Linked DNA regions of Zea mays: region 1 is linked to region 2. The links are chromatin contacts, called in public Hi-C maps. All regions are on one chromosome and are shown on one strand. Each heading gives the region's core, a stretch centred on a gene start, on an enhancer-like site or on the middle of the called end of the contact. The rest is flanking DNA. Distances are from core to core; before and after follow the strand shown.

What was found. A called contact is a pair of places that touch in the nucleus more often than the background predicts.
Region 1: a Hi-C map of tassel shows a contact between it and region 2, with 2.0 times the contacts expected there. The contact joins the promoter of LOC100285962 here to the promoter of LOC103627656 in region 2. A contact is called at or near these places in 3 of 25 Hi-C or Micro-C datasets (ear, leaf and tassel).

What each region holds. Positions count from the first base shown.
Region 1 is chr5:211,657,657-211,664,835 of Zm-B73-REFERENCE-NAM-5.0, reverse strand. It overlaps LOC100285962 (rho GDP-dissociation inhibitor 1), which reads right to left and starts at 4,856. Exons shown (of 5, transcript NM_001366739.1): 1 at 4,133-4,856; 2 at 3,975-4,041; 3 at 1,444-1,662; 4 at 1,142-1,266; 5 at 402-1,037. The coding sequence starts at 4,384. The coding sequence ends at 957.
Region 2 is chr5:211,336,865-211,344,252 of Zm-B73-REFERENCE-NAM-5.0, reverse strand. LOC103627656 reads left to right here and starts at 5,422. Exons shown (of 4, transcript XM_008647948.4): 1 at 5,422-6,243. The coding sequence starts at 5,757. It overlaps LOC100286120 (60S ribosomal protein L31), which reads left to right. Exons shown (of 2, transcript NM_001159008.2): 2 at 1-352. The coding sequence ends at 198.

The DNA of each region.
Region 1 (7,179 bases), core at 3,607-6,106, 320 kb before region 2:
CATAATATTAGTTTTCCTGTGGACTGTGGCTGAAAAGTCTCAACACTATCTCACAGTGAGCAGCCTTAATCCTTACCAATGAACTTTTTTCCGGTGAAGAGTGTCTGTCACTGTTGGCCCAGAATCCATATAGTGTCGGTTTGGTCGACTTGAACCGGTGCTTAGACCGTTCCCTAGACCTGACTCAGGAGCAGATTTCTAATCGAGACAACGTCTAGTTCCTGATAAACCCGGCAAATGTGTGGGAAAATATAGTATTGCTCCTATTTCAAATTATAAAACATTTTAAATATATGTTATTTTTTACTGCTGTGGCTCTGTTTGAATGAGAAAATTGGATTTTTTGGACTCCAAACAATATACTTCGTTTTTTTGGCCATTTGTAACATTGATCGCAAAAATAGGACTCGAAGCATGCTACACTTGATTTCAATGCTACAGTCGAACTCTCGAAGCACAACAGGTCACGATCACGGTGGCATTACTACGCAGAACGCAGCTTCATTGCTCTGAAGTCTTAACTCAACAGGCGGTTCGGAAAAAACGAGACCCTGATCGACAAGTTGAACACGCTGACGCACGCACAGTCCGGTAGACCGACCTGACATTTGCACTGTCTAGTAACGGTGTCAACACAGCAGACAACTGGCGCATGGGAAAGGGCACATAGACGCACCGTGCGTCACGCACGCAGCAACACGGGGCGTGTTCGGCTGGCTACAAGCCGACACTGTTGCAGCTGTTTGGACTGCTGCAGCTGCAATCCATAGAGAGAAAAATACTGTAGAAGCCGCAGCCGCAGCCGGATTGCAGCCGCAGCAAGCCGCAGCGAACAAGCTGACGGTGAACAAACAAAAAACCTAGTGACAGGACAGGACGAGGCAACATAGAAAAGGAAGAACACAGAACGAAACGACTGGTCTGCTCAGGCCACCGATGGAGGGAGGGAAGGATGGTCAGCTCGTCGACGGCCACTCCCGGCGGATGTCGAAGGTGTAGTTGATCTCCAGGTAGCACTTGCGGTCGTCGTCGAGGAACTGTCAAAGAACAGGATGCCAAACCAAACCTCGTGAACTATCGAGCCTGAAGGATTCTGTGTGAACCGAAAAAGGACTGGTTCTGCATCCACGTACGTACGTACCTTGGTCCTGGCAGAGTAGGACCCCCGGGCAAACATTCCCGACGGGGTGGTGTCCTCCGGCGTCACGTACGTGTAGGGCTCCAGCTGGGGGCTGAACGTGCCGAGCATCTCCTTGGCTCTGTCAACTGCACCGCGTGACATGACATGACAAGCAGCAGACCGTGAGCTGTGGTGTTCTGGTGGCCGGCACACTAGTAAGGGACGTGCTCGTGCTCGTGCGTGCGCACAAATGGCGTGTCTGTCGTCCCGCCCCGCCCGCCAGGCGTCAGATCATCCTCCTGTCGGCTGGCTTTCTCACTCACCTTTGAGCCCCGTCTTCCAGACGGTGTTGGTGTAGCGGAGGCCGGAGACGATGTTGTTGCTGACGGAGAAGGTGAACTTGAGCCGGTACGGGGAGCCTTCCTTGAGGGTGAACCACACGCCCTTGCCGTTGGGCTCCACCGGCAGCGGCAGCACGATGTCGGGCCGCCCGGGCGACAGGATGGACAGGCTCATTATCTTCACGTCCGGCTCCAGCGTCTCTGCGAACATCACACACACACGCACAGGATGTTCAAATTTCAGATCTGCTTCTTACATTGCATTAAATTGGACATGCTCATTAAATTGAGCGTCTCTTTCACTTTCACTCTCTGTCTCGGTCTGATTCGAGATAGCACTTCCATCTCCCGCTCATTCAAACGGCTCAGAAGGTTTAAATCAGCGTTATTGTAAACACTAAACGTGAAAATGTGTGCTAAAGTCTAAGCCAAAAAGGCAAGTGCTCCATGAACGAATGCCTGAATCCTGCAAAATATGCTGATCTTAAAAGCAGCAAAAGCACCAGATAAAACTACACCAGAAGTTCAGAATAGCAACGACTACGACGACGACTACCAGCAGTAGTATGCCACTTTCTCAGGATTGAAGGATGCTGGCATTGGTATCCTACGGTTGCATTTCTAGGGTCCAGGATTCAAATTACCACATCTGCAGAAGACCAACGAATAATGATTAACCGGTGCCCCTCCACCACGGTTTACAAAACCGTTTTAGATGTAAAAACCGCCCCCCACCGGTAACGGTTTACCGTCGGTAAACCGGTGGAAACCGGTAAAAACCGACCGGTTTGGCCAAACCAAATCATTTTGAATTCAAACCGGTTTACCAGTGGAAAACCGGCGAAAAACCGGTAGAAACCGCCGGTTAACCGCGAAACAAACTGGTTTTTATTGTTTTTTTGCAGAAAAATTGAAAATTTTATCAGAATTTATTTATAGTTTGCTCAATTCACATTGTACAGTAAATATTAATTGATCTACACAACATGCATTCACCAAAAAACATATAATTATATATATATATATATATATATATATATATATATATATATATATATATATATATATATATATATATATATATATATATGCAACCACAAACTCCAGTTCTCATGTAATAAACAACCAGCGAACTTTGCATACTCAAATACAAGTTCTTTTACACCTCTCCAACGAGGCAATGACACATAGGTCGACTTATTTCACAATACTCACATGTTCACCTCGAGTCATAGGGTTTAGGGTTTAGTACATTAGCGAGAAAATAAGAACGACAAATAAATACTTATCCACAAAGCAAAACAACATACCAGTATGTATGTTTGGTGTTTGTGTATTGCACGTGCACCTCACCAAGTGTTGAACTTTTCTCCTGATCAGCAAATCTTAGGAACACATACAGAAGAACTGGAGCTAAGAGTTCTAGCTAGATTGAGTATTGTCTAGACGAATACTTATTAGAAGAACTGAAGCTACTTGATCCACAGATTCCATCTTGGACAGGAAATGTAACCGAAATTGACCACTAAATGTCTAAACTTGACTTGAGCTACCGGTTTCATCTTCAAGCAAATCTTAGGAACACATACAGAAGAATTGGAGCTAAGAGTTCTAGCTAGATTGAGTATTGTCCAGACGGATACTTATTAGAAGAACTGAAGCTACTTGATCCACGGATTCCATCTTGGACAGGAAATGTAACCGGAATTGACCACTAAATGTCTAAACTTGACTTGAGCTACGGGTTTCATCTTCACATATAGCATATAACATCTCCACATATAACATATAACATTAAACAAGACTAGTATACATAAATTGACCACTAAATACTCAATCGTGGCATTAAATTCGGGTTTCCGGCAAAAATTGGCGGTTTACCGATCTAAAATAACGGTTTACCGGTCCCAAAAAACGGTTTACCGGCGGTTTCCGGTTTTTATGAATTTTTTTAAATTTTTTAAATTTAGAACGAATTTTGAAAAAAAACCGGTGGTTAACCGAAACCGCACCCCAGCGGTTTCGGTAAACCGACCGGTTTACCGCCGGTTTTTACCGGTTTTGTAAACCGTGCCCTCCACGCTTTTTCTTCCGAAACGACCGGCAGAAAAAGGCACGCAAGTCGGCCGCCGGCCGGTGCTGAGTCCACAGGTGACAGGCCACCGCCTCTCACTTTTACACGAAAGGTACGCGCAGTACGGCGCACGGGCTGTGGGCTGTGGCCGGTGCACAGTGCATTGTCAAATGGAGGGAGGGCTCACGGGAAACAAATGCAGATGGATGGCTCACGGCCACCGGTCACGCCGTCACCGTGTCACGGGACCATCTCGGCATGGCGGTGCTCACATCACATGCGTAGACATTCATGTGCCGTTGCCCCACTGGCGCCATTAAACAAGGCCGCAAGGACGGTCTGGCCAGCCAATCAGACGCAGGCAGGCGGCACCCAGCAAATTTTGCTTAGAAATCTCGAATTCTTTTTTTTTTCAGCAGACGACGCGAGTTTAATTTACCTCCCACGGAGTTCAAGTCCACGCCGCCGAGGAGCTGCTCCTTCCATCGCCGCAGGCTCTCGTCGTCCTGCGAGGTAAAACGCGGCCCCGAAGAAGTATAGTGAAGAAAAGAAACGCACGCTGCACGCAGATGAATTAAGACAAGGCACCATCCGTACCTTGTCCTTCTCGAGCTGCTCCTTGATGCTGACCATGGGACCGAGGTCGATGGCCTTGGGGGCCTTCTCCTCGTCCTCCTCGTCCTCCTCCTCCTCCTCCTCCTCCCCGTGACAACGCGGCGCGCACTTGCCGTTGGGCGCCGTGTCGCAGTGCTCCGCGGGCGGCGCCGCTTCCTTGGCCGGCTCCCCCGGCTCCGGGCCGGCGGGGACGTCGACCTTGGGGCAGGAGATGGCCTCCACCGCCGACGACATCGTCGCACGCACGCGCGCGCAGTGGCTTCGGCCTTCGGCTAGACAAGGAAAGGAAGGAGGGCGGGCCGGCGGGGAGAGGCGAGCGCTGGCACAGATACCGAGATGAGCGCAGCGAAAAGGAGAGCGAGCACGCAGTCACGCACGAGACGAGTCGCGAGGGGAGGGGAGAGAGGGAGGGGGAGGGGGAGGCGAACACGTCGAGGCGGATTATTTCGGACAGGAGGAACGGGCCGCGGCGCAAGGCTCCAAAAAAAGAGGCCCCGCGCGCACGCCGGCCGGACGGCGAGGGGAGATTGGTTTGATACTTTGATCCAACGCACGACGAGAGGAGAGGTGAGCGGGGAGGCGCTTCGCTTTAATCTCCCCCGCGTGGCGCAGGGACGGAGAGGAGAGGAGAGGCGACGGAGTGGAGACAACGTGATGGGCACGACCCGACGCGCCGGCGCCGCGCTGCAACCCCTACAGGTTGTACATCTGGGGACTGTGTGTCTTTGGTGGCGTTGGTGAGGAGTTTTAATTCCCCAATACGACGCGAATCGCGATGGGGATGAGATCTTTGGTGGTTTTGAATTTTCTGACAGCACAAGGAAACAGGATGGATAGAGAGTAGAGCCCTGTCCATGGTCACTCTTCAAGTAACACTGTCTCGCAGTAAGAACACTGGTTGGTGTACTAATTGCGTGGTTAAACTGGCCGGCGCATTCATCCGGCCAAGTAAAGGTCCGGACGGTGCCTTTCCCTGTCCGCGCGGGCATCAGCTTTGTCCGGGGTCTTGTCCGATGTGTCCCGTGCCGTTCATCACGCCGCAATCATGGATCTGCGCCCGCTCCAGGCCATTCCATGCGGCGTAAACGATTGAAATCAGTGGGGGGGCACCGCACGACTCAGCATGTCAGCGTTGTCGACACCAGCGGACAACTGATCCACCGAATTTTCCGCCCCATTCAAGCCTGGGTTGGGGGTCCGAAGTGCATGGAAGCTTTCTGCTGTGTGAATACCCCTCTCACCCCTCTCCTAATTCAAGTAGAAGGGCGAGTTCAATGGAGGGTTATAATTGTGGCAAGACGTTTTAGAAAAGCCTAATTCATCTTGACAAAATATGATCCTCCCAGTGAAAATCCAACCACCAATGCTCCTTCCATCACCAAAAGCTCTTACTGTCGACACTCCTCTACCACCATTCACTTACACATATCATTTTTCATACATGTATGGATATCCATAGGGGCATTTAACTTTTTGTTAGTTTTACTGATGTCAATTTAACATTTGTAACTGACATGGCATTTTATGTGCCACTCATCCCCAAATGATGGTAAGAATATTTTTTCATATCCATATCCATATGATGATCCTCCATTTGGATCCTTTGATGCTCCTCCTCAGTTCTTTCCCTCATTTGGTACTCCACCATACGGTGTGCCTCCTTCATATGATGCTTGTCCCCCATTTCGTCCTCATGCAGGCATGATAGTACCTCTAACCAGCGATAATGATACTATTTTGAACCAGTTCGCTTACTCTGATGCTCTCTAATTCCAATGATAAAGGAATGAACAAAGACATATAACGAAAGGCTGGTAAATACATATCTTTTTTTTTTATAAATCTCATGCAATTTTAGGTCGACAATAGGTTTTTAGTTTATTAAATTATAGATCCACATATGACTGCTACACTCCATGGACCTCATTGATTGCAATGACAAGAAGTGATCGACCTTCTGGACCAAATAGCCAACACCTACTACTTCACTAGAGAAGCTCTTCACCATCGTACCCTAAATAACTAAATAATTGATGATCGACGAGCATGTAAGAAGATCCTCCTCAATGACATCTACAACCGCTATCGGAGAGGGAATTCTCCGGCCGGGTGGCGGAGTGCACCCACCCTAAATCCTAAGATGAGGAGGGGGCTTAAGCGTTTTGCCTGTCTTGCTAAGCGATCATCAAACACATGAACACGCGAGGATTTAGAGTGGTTCGGGCCGCCGGAGCGTAATACCCTACTCCACTGTGTGTTGGATTGTTGAGGAAGCTTGTGCTGTGTGTAAGCCTGAATGACTTGAGTCTTGGTGTGTTCACGTCGCATGCCTCCCCTTTTATAGTTCAAGGGGGGCATGTACAAGGGTTCTGAGCCCCGACACGTGGGCCCAGGGACAAATGGAAGGATGGAACTATTGCTTGCCATGCCCATGTAATCTTTGAATGCCATCATAGCCGTAGTGCATACAGTATTGATATCTCGCGGTATCGTCCTCGGTAACACGCGAGTCATGATGGATACGGCGCATGCGGCAGCACAGACGTATCGTCAGCCAACGGGAATAGACAGGCACGCCGCCTGCGGGATAGCCTGGTCGCTGCCTGCCAGATGAGTAGATAGGACACATTAAATGTTGAAGGGGCACATCGGCTGTCAGCGGGATAGACAGGCGGCGCATCTTTTCTGCAATAAATGCAGAGGCAGCGCGGCCCAGAGGCCTTACGTCAGGCTCTACCCGCAGGCTTACGTCACGCGCGGTAGGCCATGTGGCAGCATCGGGTTCCCGTCTGGGCGGGGTGCAGTAGCGTTATACGGACAGGTCCGCACCAGGTTGGGCCTGGACACGTGTTAGCACCGGACCCCTGCCTGAGCAAGGGTCGGGTGCCCTTTGCCTCAGAGTCCCGGGGCCCAGCTGTGGGTAGTCCGGTCCCTATGCAGAGGGGACCGGGACCCGTCCCGGAGGCCTGGGTCACACTCGCGGGGGTCCTGGACCTTGTGAAAGTTCCCTTGGGCCCGGGAATAGGATC
Region 2 (7,388 bases), core at 4,173-6,672:
ATTGACGTGAAGCTCAACAAGCACATCTGGAGCAGTGGTATCCGCAGTGTGCCGAGGCGTGTCCGTGTCAGAATTGCCCGCAACCGGAACGATGAGGAAGACGCCAAGGAGGAACTCTACTCTCTGGTCACAGTTGCTGAGATCCCACCGGAGGGTCTCAAAGGTTTGGGAACTAAGGTTGTTGAGGATGAGGATTAAGCCCTGTATACCATGAGATAAATTTGAGAATGTTGCTTGAGCTTATTGTTATCTACTGCCAATGACTCATGTAATAGAAGCTTCGAGACTTGTCTCCTTTCTAGTAATCCAAATATCCACATGGTATTTCATGGTCCTACGCATTTTCTGACAACGTTGTTATTATGTCGTGCCAATCGTACATCTGTGCTTGTATCTTAGTAAATATGATGTGTCCGATAGTGTTGTCTGAGTATTTTAGCAACCTATGTGTTGATGTTTTGGCCGTCTATGTCGAAACGGCACTAAACGTTACCGATTAAGCCCTAACTTTTGGTGACAAATGCCTCGGCAGGCCCGACCACCCGATTGTCAGTGACGCGAAGAAGAGAAAAGCGGAGAAATCGGTGGTTGCTCTAAGCTTGAGTTTAGTGGTTGCAGAAAAAGGCCTGAAGCGTTACCTATCCATAAAAACAATACCCTTTTCTTAAAATATTTTCTTAAAAATTAAACTAAACAATGCCCTTTTCTTAAAAAAATCAAGAAAGACAATTCTGTAAAGTTGGGCTTATAATTAGAGTTTATTTTTCTCAAGAAATTTTATAGAAACCTAACTCAATTTGTCTCTATAAACAACACATTAGTAACAATCTTGTTGTCATTTATCTCTAAAACCCAACTAGAGGTATAGATGCTTTCAATATCCACTTTCGTGATTGAAGACAACACATCCTCGAGCATGTGAAAAAATTGATGTATCTAAAGGTGTTGATGTGCATGAATTTGTGGTCTTATGACCATGAATGATATAGAAATTTCATACCAACCAAGTCCACATTATGTACCGTAGGCACCATTCCTCACCCTAAATAATGACAATCCATCCAGAAATGGCTTAAAAATCTTTATTAATTGTTAAGCCATTCATAATTTTTGTTAAGTCATTTTAAGGTGAGTGATCATCACGTATAGTGATGAATAATATATATATTGTTTCGAGATACATTGATATGAGTTGGCACTCGCCAAAGTGCTCATATATATTTTTTTTATCAATTACTAGAGGTAGGTACTCTCTATAGTTGATGTTTTTGGATGTCGGCGGAGAGATCACGATGAATACATTACTACTTTGCGTGTACCTGCCAGTCCTCCAATCGTCATGTAAGGTCTAATAGTTCAAGCTCGAACATGACAATTAAATTTAGAAGTAAGCTCGTTCTTAAGCGACCCTTTTCTATAGTTATGGTAATAGATTGTTATCTAAAGATATTATCTTGCTTTGAAATATTTAAGAGGGTTATGAAGTACCTCGAGAAAGGTTGGAAATTGGAAAGCACAGCATGACGTCCAATAGTAGTCTGTATTGGCCTTTTGGACGAGTCTGCAATAAAATAGACGCTCACGACACATACATGCTCCGTTTTCGGTGATCCATATATATATATAGAAAGCTAATTTTATAAGATAACCAACACCTTGGTTTAGGGTCTAAATTATATAAGAGTTAATAGAAATCATGATACAATCGAAACAAGTAAGCGTCTAGAATCTATTAGGACGTTGCGTCATGTCTTTTGGTTTTTTTTGGTCGTGTATCATCTTAGAGCTTGTTAGTGGGCACGTTAAGGGGTTGTGATGACTCTTAGACTATACTAGATGAGTGCCCGTGCGTTGCAACGGAAATGTATAATAATACGATAACTTATGTACAATTGTGTGTTATATTGTTATGAGAAAATATTTCAGAATTCATTGTGATCCTACCTATATATAAATTTTGTTATTTAAATATAGCTATTTCACCATTACATTGCAACCATTACGAGCGCCAGCAGCCGGAGCGAGTGCCGCCGCAGCGGCGTCCTGTCGGTTGCGGAGGTGGTTGGAAGCGCGGCGGGGTTTACGGGAGGGCGTGCGGGCAGAGGCGGGGGCGGTTTACACTGCTAACTTAATAGTTAGTAGAGATAATCTCGAAAAAGGAACCAGAGGGCGGTGCAGCAGAAGCAACAAGCCCCAAAGTGGATAGCGGCCAAAGCAACCAGCGGAAGCTTCTTAATTACGGCTAGGCTTCTTAATTAAGTGCCCATCAAATCAAGCTGCCAACGCAGGCAGCCAGCCACTCTCGAGAAGCGTATCCGGGGCCCACAAGGTGGAATCAACGTTCACCCTGCCGTGACGCCTTGTCCCCAGCTACCCCGCCGTCTGCCTACCCCATTCACCGCACCTCCATGGCCCACGCGTCAGTGGTCCTGTGACTGGGTGGGCAGGTGAGCGTGAGTCCGTGAGAAGGAAGCAAGCCCTGTTCCGCCGTTCGCTCGTCCCATCCGATAACTTTACCGTGTGTACTGTGATTGTCGCTCTGACCCGCGGGACCCGTGCTGAAGCCTCCCACGACCCTCGTGGCACGGTGGGACATAGCGACAGGCGCCTCACGCTCCTCCCCCCTCCCCTCTCTTCCCCCCTGCCAGGCAAGAGAGAAGAAACGCACGCGAGCCGCGAGCAGAATACAGCAGCACGGGCGCCAGCGCCATCCTGATCTCGCTATCTCCCTTCTCTTCTCCCCCGATGCGATCTCGCCAAACCCTAATCCCGCCGCCCGCCGCGCGGCCGTCGCCGGAGCCCTAGCCCCGAATGTGGCGGTGACGCCCGTGCTGCTGTATTCTGCTCGCACTGGTCCTGCTCGTGGAGCACGGCATCGGTGAGCGGGGCCAGCGCCGCGGGCGGTGCGCGCACGGAGAAGTCCGCCGGAGGCTGCCGAGGCAGCGTCAATGAGGGAGATGAGCGCGGGCTTGGCCTTGAACGCCGCGACGCGGAGGAGCTTGTAGAGGCACGGGAGGAGCCCCCGGAGGTACACGGCGAGGTCGTCGGTGGGCTCCGAGGCCTCGACGGCGGCGGCGGCAGCGAGCGCGGCGGCCAGCTGCGCGCACTTGTCCTGCTCGTGGAGCACGACGTCGGTGAGCGGGGCCAGCGCCGCGGGCGGTGCGCGCACGGAGGAGGGACGCAGCGCAGCGCGGCGGCTAGGAGCCTGGTCACGAGCGGCGCGACGGCATCCCGCGGGTGCTCCCCAGCGACGAGCGCCAGCAGCCGAAGCGAGTGATGTCGGATGCGGAGGTGGTTGGAAGCGCGGCGGGGTTTGCGGGAGGACGTGCGGGCAGAGGCGGGGGCGGTCTACACTGCTAACTTAATAGTTAGTAGAGATAATCAGTAGCCGTCTCCGACATTAGCGCTTGTGTTTCGTTTTAGATTAATTTGTTATCAAACAATCATTTTTTCGATTGTGGTCTGTGGAGCCCCACATTGGTTATCTTAATCATATGTCTGCAGTTATCACTTTGCTTAAATTGTGGACTTTATAATTGTTGCTTGTATTTTTTTGTTTCTCATGTAGGAATTAGCTTTCTAGGTGAGATCAACCGAGTTAGTGACACGAGTCAGGGTGCTAATAAGTTTACAGGATTTAGGTTTTTTTTTAATATGAAATTGAATCAGTTCATCGCGTTCTATCAAATTGAGTTATCTTAAATCTGACAGAAAGATCGAAAACCCATATTTATGGGCCTATCTACGAAGTTACGGATTAACACAGCCAAATAGTCCCAGACGGACTGAATGGCCAACTGCAAAGGTGCATTTTGACCGACTGCAGAAATGCATCCTGTAGCAGTGAGATAAACGGGGCGAGTGGAGAATGAAGAAAAATGTGTGACGTGGGATGTGGCTACAGGCTCGGCGTTTGGACGGATTTCATGGTGTTTGTAGGCCTAAAATGAACGGTGTTTTTTTTTCTTGAACCAGCCTAGGCCTGGGCCGCGCCTGGCCCATACTCGGGTCTACTCTCGAACTACTATACCGTATGACCATGTGTCCATGTCACTGTCGCAACTCGCAACATGTGCCTGTGGCCAATACTGAGGTCAACGATGATGGCTAATTTATCTGTTCCTCAGTAATTTATATCATTACTTGGTTCCCAACCTCTATTTCCACAAAAATGGATATGCCGTGTTTTCTAGTACAGCGCCATTATTGGCCACTGGCACATGGATGGAAACTTGACCAGAGAATTACTTGTGGGAACAGGGAAGTAGGAGTGTGTTTCGTGGTTGTTACTTGTATATGAAGTGGTCGCCGAGAGTAGCTGACCATTTATTTCTCTGTCATGACACAACACTCGTAAAGAATCCATACACTTGGGCTGTCAATTAGAGAGGCTATGACCCGTGAATCTACCTACTTAGACCTTTTCGTTTACACCAATCCAGCTCTAGACTAGTATAGATTGTAATTAAATCCATGTCACAATCTATGTCCAAAATATTTCAAGCCTACTCAAAATTTTTATTTGGTTAAACTCATCCTAAGGATTTCATAATTTTGTAAACTATGGAAGACATGGATTATATCCATAGCTATTAGGTATAGAACAAATCCACGAAGATATTGCACAAGTTTATATTAGAATTTATAAATCAAAAAATAACTAGTTTTGAAAGATGTATGAATTAAATGATGGATTTAATCCTACCATATAATTGAGAGTGAGGTATGAATTCATCCAATATAGACCCGGATTAAATTAATGTTGGGATTTCATCTATCGAACAAGCCCTATACGGCATACGCCATTGAGTGGCAGCGCAAGCGAGTTCCAATACTTGTTTTTTTGATGGGCAAGAGATGATGCGCATCCGTTTTGAAATCTTCTTCGCCAGTGATGCCACGAGGCCGTTGGCCCAGAAAACGAATATTGGGATTCGTCATCAGCGCTATATTCAGGAAACTGGATTCAGTTAAGCAGCAGTCACTCTATGATACTCTGGGCCTCCTCCAATCGTCCAGTGAAACGTGACGTAGAAGCTAGCCTTGACCAATGGGCACACCGTTGAATTTGAACGAGAAAAACGGATCCCCCACTCCAGCTAAGGACACCGCGAGTCTTCGCGAGAGGGACAAATGGTGTTCAGAGGTCCTGGAGCATGTCGATTCAGTTTTTTTTCTTTAGGAGATTAGACTACAGCCTAACTGGCGGTACTACGTTGTCACACGACAGCTGCAGCGTAAGCTGCTGATCTGAACTCTGGTCCGGCGAGGCCGCCGGAATCCCACGCCTGGGATCTGCCGATCAGAAGGCGCGGCGGTCGTGGCGTCACGGTCGACGAATTTTAGGCCCAGATTCCACGCCGATAACGTCAGCCAGATTTTAACGACCCGTGTGGCCAGTGGTCCGTGGTAAACGAACGGAGGGCGCGGATTCAGCGACCGAGCCGGTCGACGCGTGGCCATCCCGATCGGTCCATCGCGTTCGAGCGGCGCTTCCATTTGCACCATCCTGGAAAGCGGCTTCTCTCTCGACTGGCCGCCGTCTCTAAAAGGGCCGAGGAATCTGCGTGAGCTGAGCTGCTCTTCTAGGCTACGGTGCTGTGTTGCCTTGCGTTGGTGTTAGGGCGGCGTGACAGGACAGCGCCCTGTACAAGTCAACAGCGCGAGCTGCCCAGATACTTGCTTGATTCACAGCCACGCAGCGCGACTCGTGAGGAGGGAGGGAGAGCCGAAGAGGCGTAGAGGAGCCTGGGGGCATGCCCATGGAGAGCGGGAGGAGGCAAGGCGTGGTCGCGATCGAGTGCGTCGCGGGCGGGTCGCGGGCCGAGGAGTGGGGGCCCGGGAGCAGCGAGACGGTGCAGACGGGGGACGTCGTGGAGGAGCTCCTCATCGGGGTGGGCCGCCGGGGCGAGCCCGCCGCGCACGCCGCCGCGCCCTTCAAGGGCGGCCGCGCCGCGCTGCAGAAGCTCCTGCACGCGGCCTACAAGCGCGGGGAGACCTCCGTCGAGGTCCGCGTGCGCCGCTCCTCCGCCTCCGCGCAGCTGCAGCGCCAGCTCGTCGCCGGCGACAGCGGGGAGCTGCAGGTGGCGGACGACGCGGCCAGCATGCAGGCCTGCATCGTGCCGCAGGAGTCCGTCGGCGGGATCGGCCGGACCCGCCACTACGTGCTCCGCTCCATCCGCGACCCCAACTACGCCGTCGGCCTCGTCGACCGCATGGAGAGCGAGTGCATCGCCATCAGAGGTACCGTACTACCACCCCGATAGCACAACATGCTCATCCTCTTCTTCTACTTCTTCGTTGCAGATTTTAATTGGATTTTTGTCACTCACAATATTATCTTCTTGTTATAATTACCACTATGTCTATAAATTGTAGGTCAGTTGAGTCTATGAAATATGAGCTTGATGACAATTTTACAAACATATTTCTTGCTGATGGCAAATATCAGGATCTCTCTTTTTGATCCGCTTTTAGCCCGTGCGATCAACTTGATTCGGTTCGCCGCGCTAGCCCTCGGAAGAAAAGTCCGCCACTGAGTTTTCGTTACATGCCGGATTGGACTTGAGAAAAAGGGTAGGCGCATGCATGCGGACTTTAGTGCGCAAAAAGTTAACCTGCGCTTTATCGTTTCTTGAAATTTTGGCGTGTTCACGATAGAGATCCTTGTTTTGTTCTCAGCGCAGATTAAGACAGTCAGAAATGGCCACTTTTAGGAGTAGTTATTAAATACATGATGATCGCATCGCCCGTATCTGTCAATATGTGTCAGGATATGCCGGGTTGGGATATATAGGATCCGAGGAAGATTGTAGAAAGTGCTTACAGCTTTGTTGGTCTTGTTGTGTTGAGGACCGATGGCCGTACCGTTGGGAAAGTTTCTACGGTAGCTTGGCCGACCAAACTATAATAGGGTTTGATGTATGCTAGCAATACTCTGTAGTCAAGCATATTCCTATGAACATTACGAAGCTTCCACCGGCTCTAGCTTCTCTATTATTCACGTGTTGTTCACGTACTGCTCATAGGGGTTTCTCTCTGTCCTATCTTCTATCATAGAGCCGATGAAGCCAAAATTTTTTTGGCTCCCCTGCTTCGAGTATATTGTAGGAGCCGGAGCATCTAGACGATAGATCCCTACCTCCCTACCAAAGGGACCCTTCAAACAAGAGAACGATGACCCAGCATTAGATCTTGTATTGTCGTTACGTCTTGCAAGCCTTTATTGACAATAAGAATCAGATCCTGTTATGAAACAGTAACCCTGCAGTTATATCTGTAAATCATGCGGTAACATGATATACCTAGGAAGTCCGCATCCAGTTTTGTTCTCCTGTCAGTAAAAAAGGTATATTACGGAATACCTTTTTTAAGAATCTAAAAAAGTA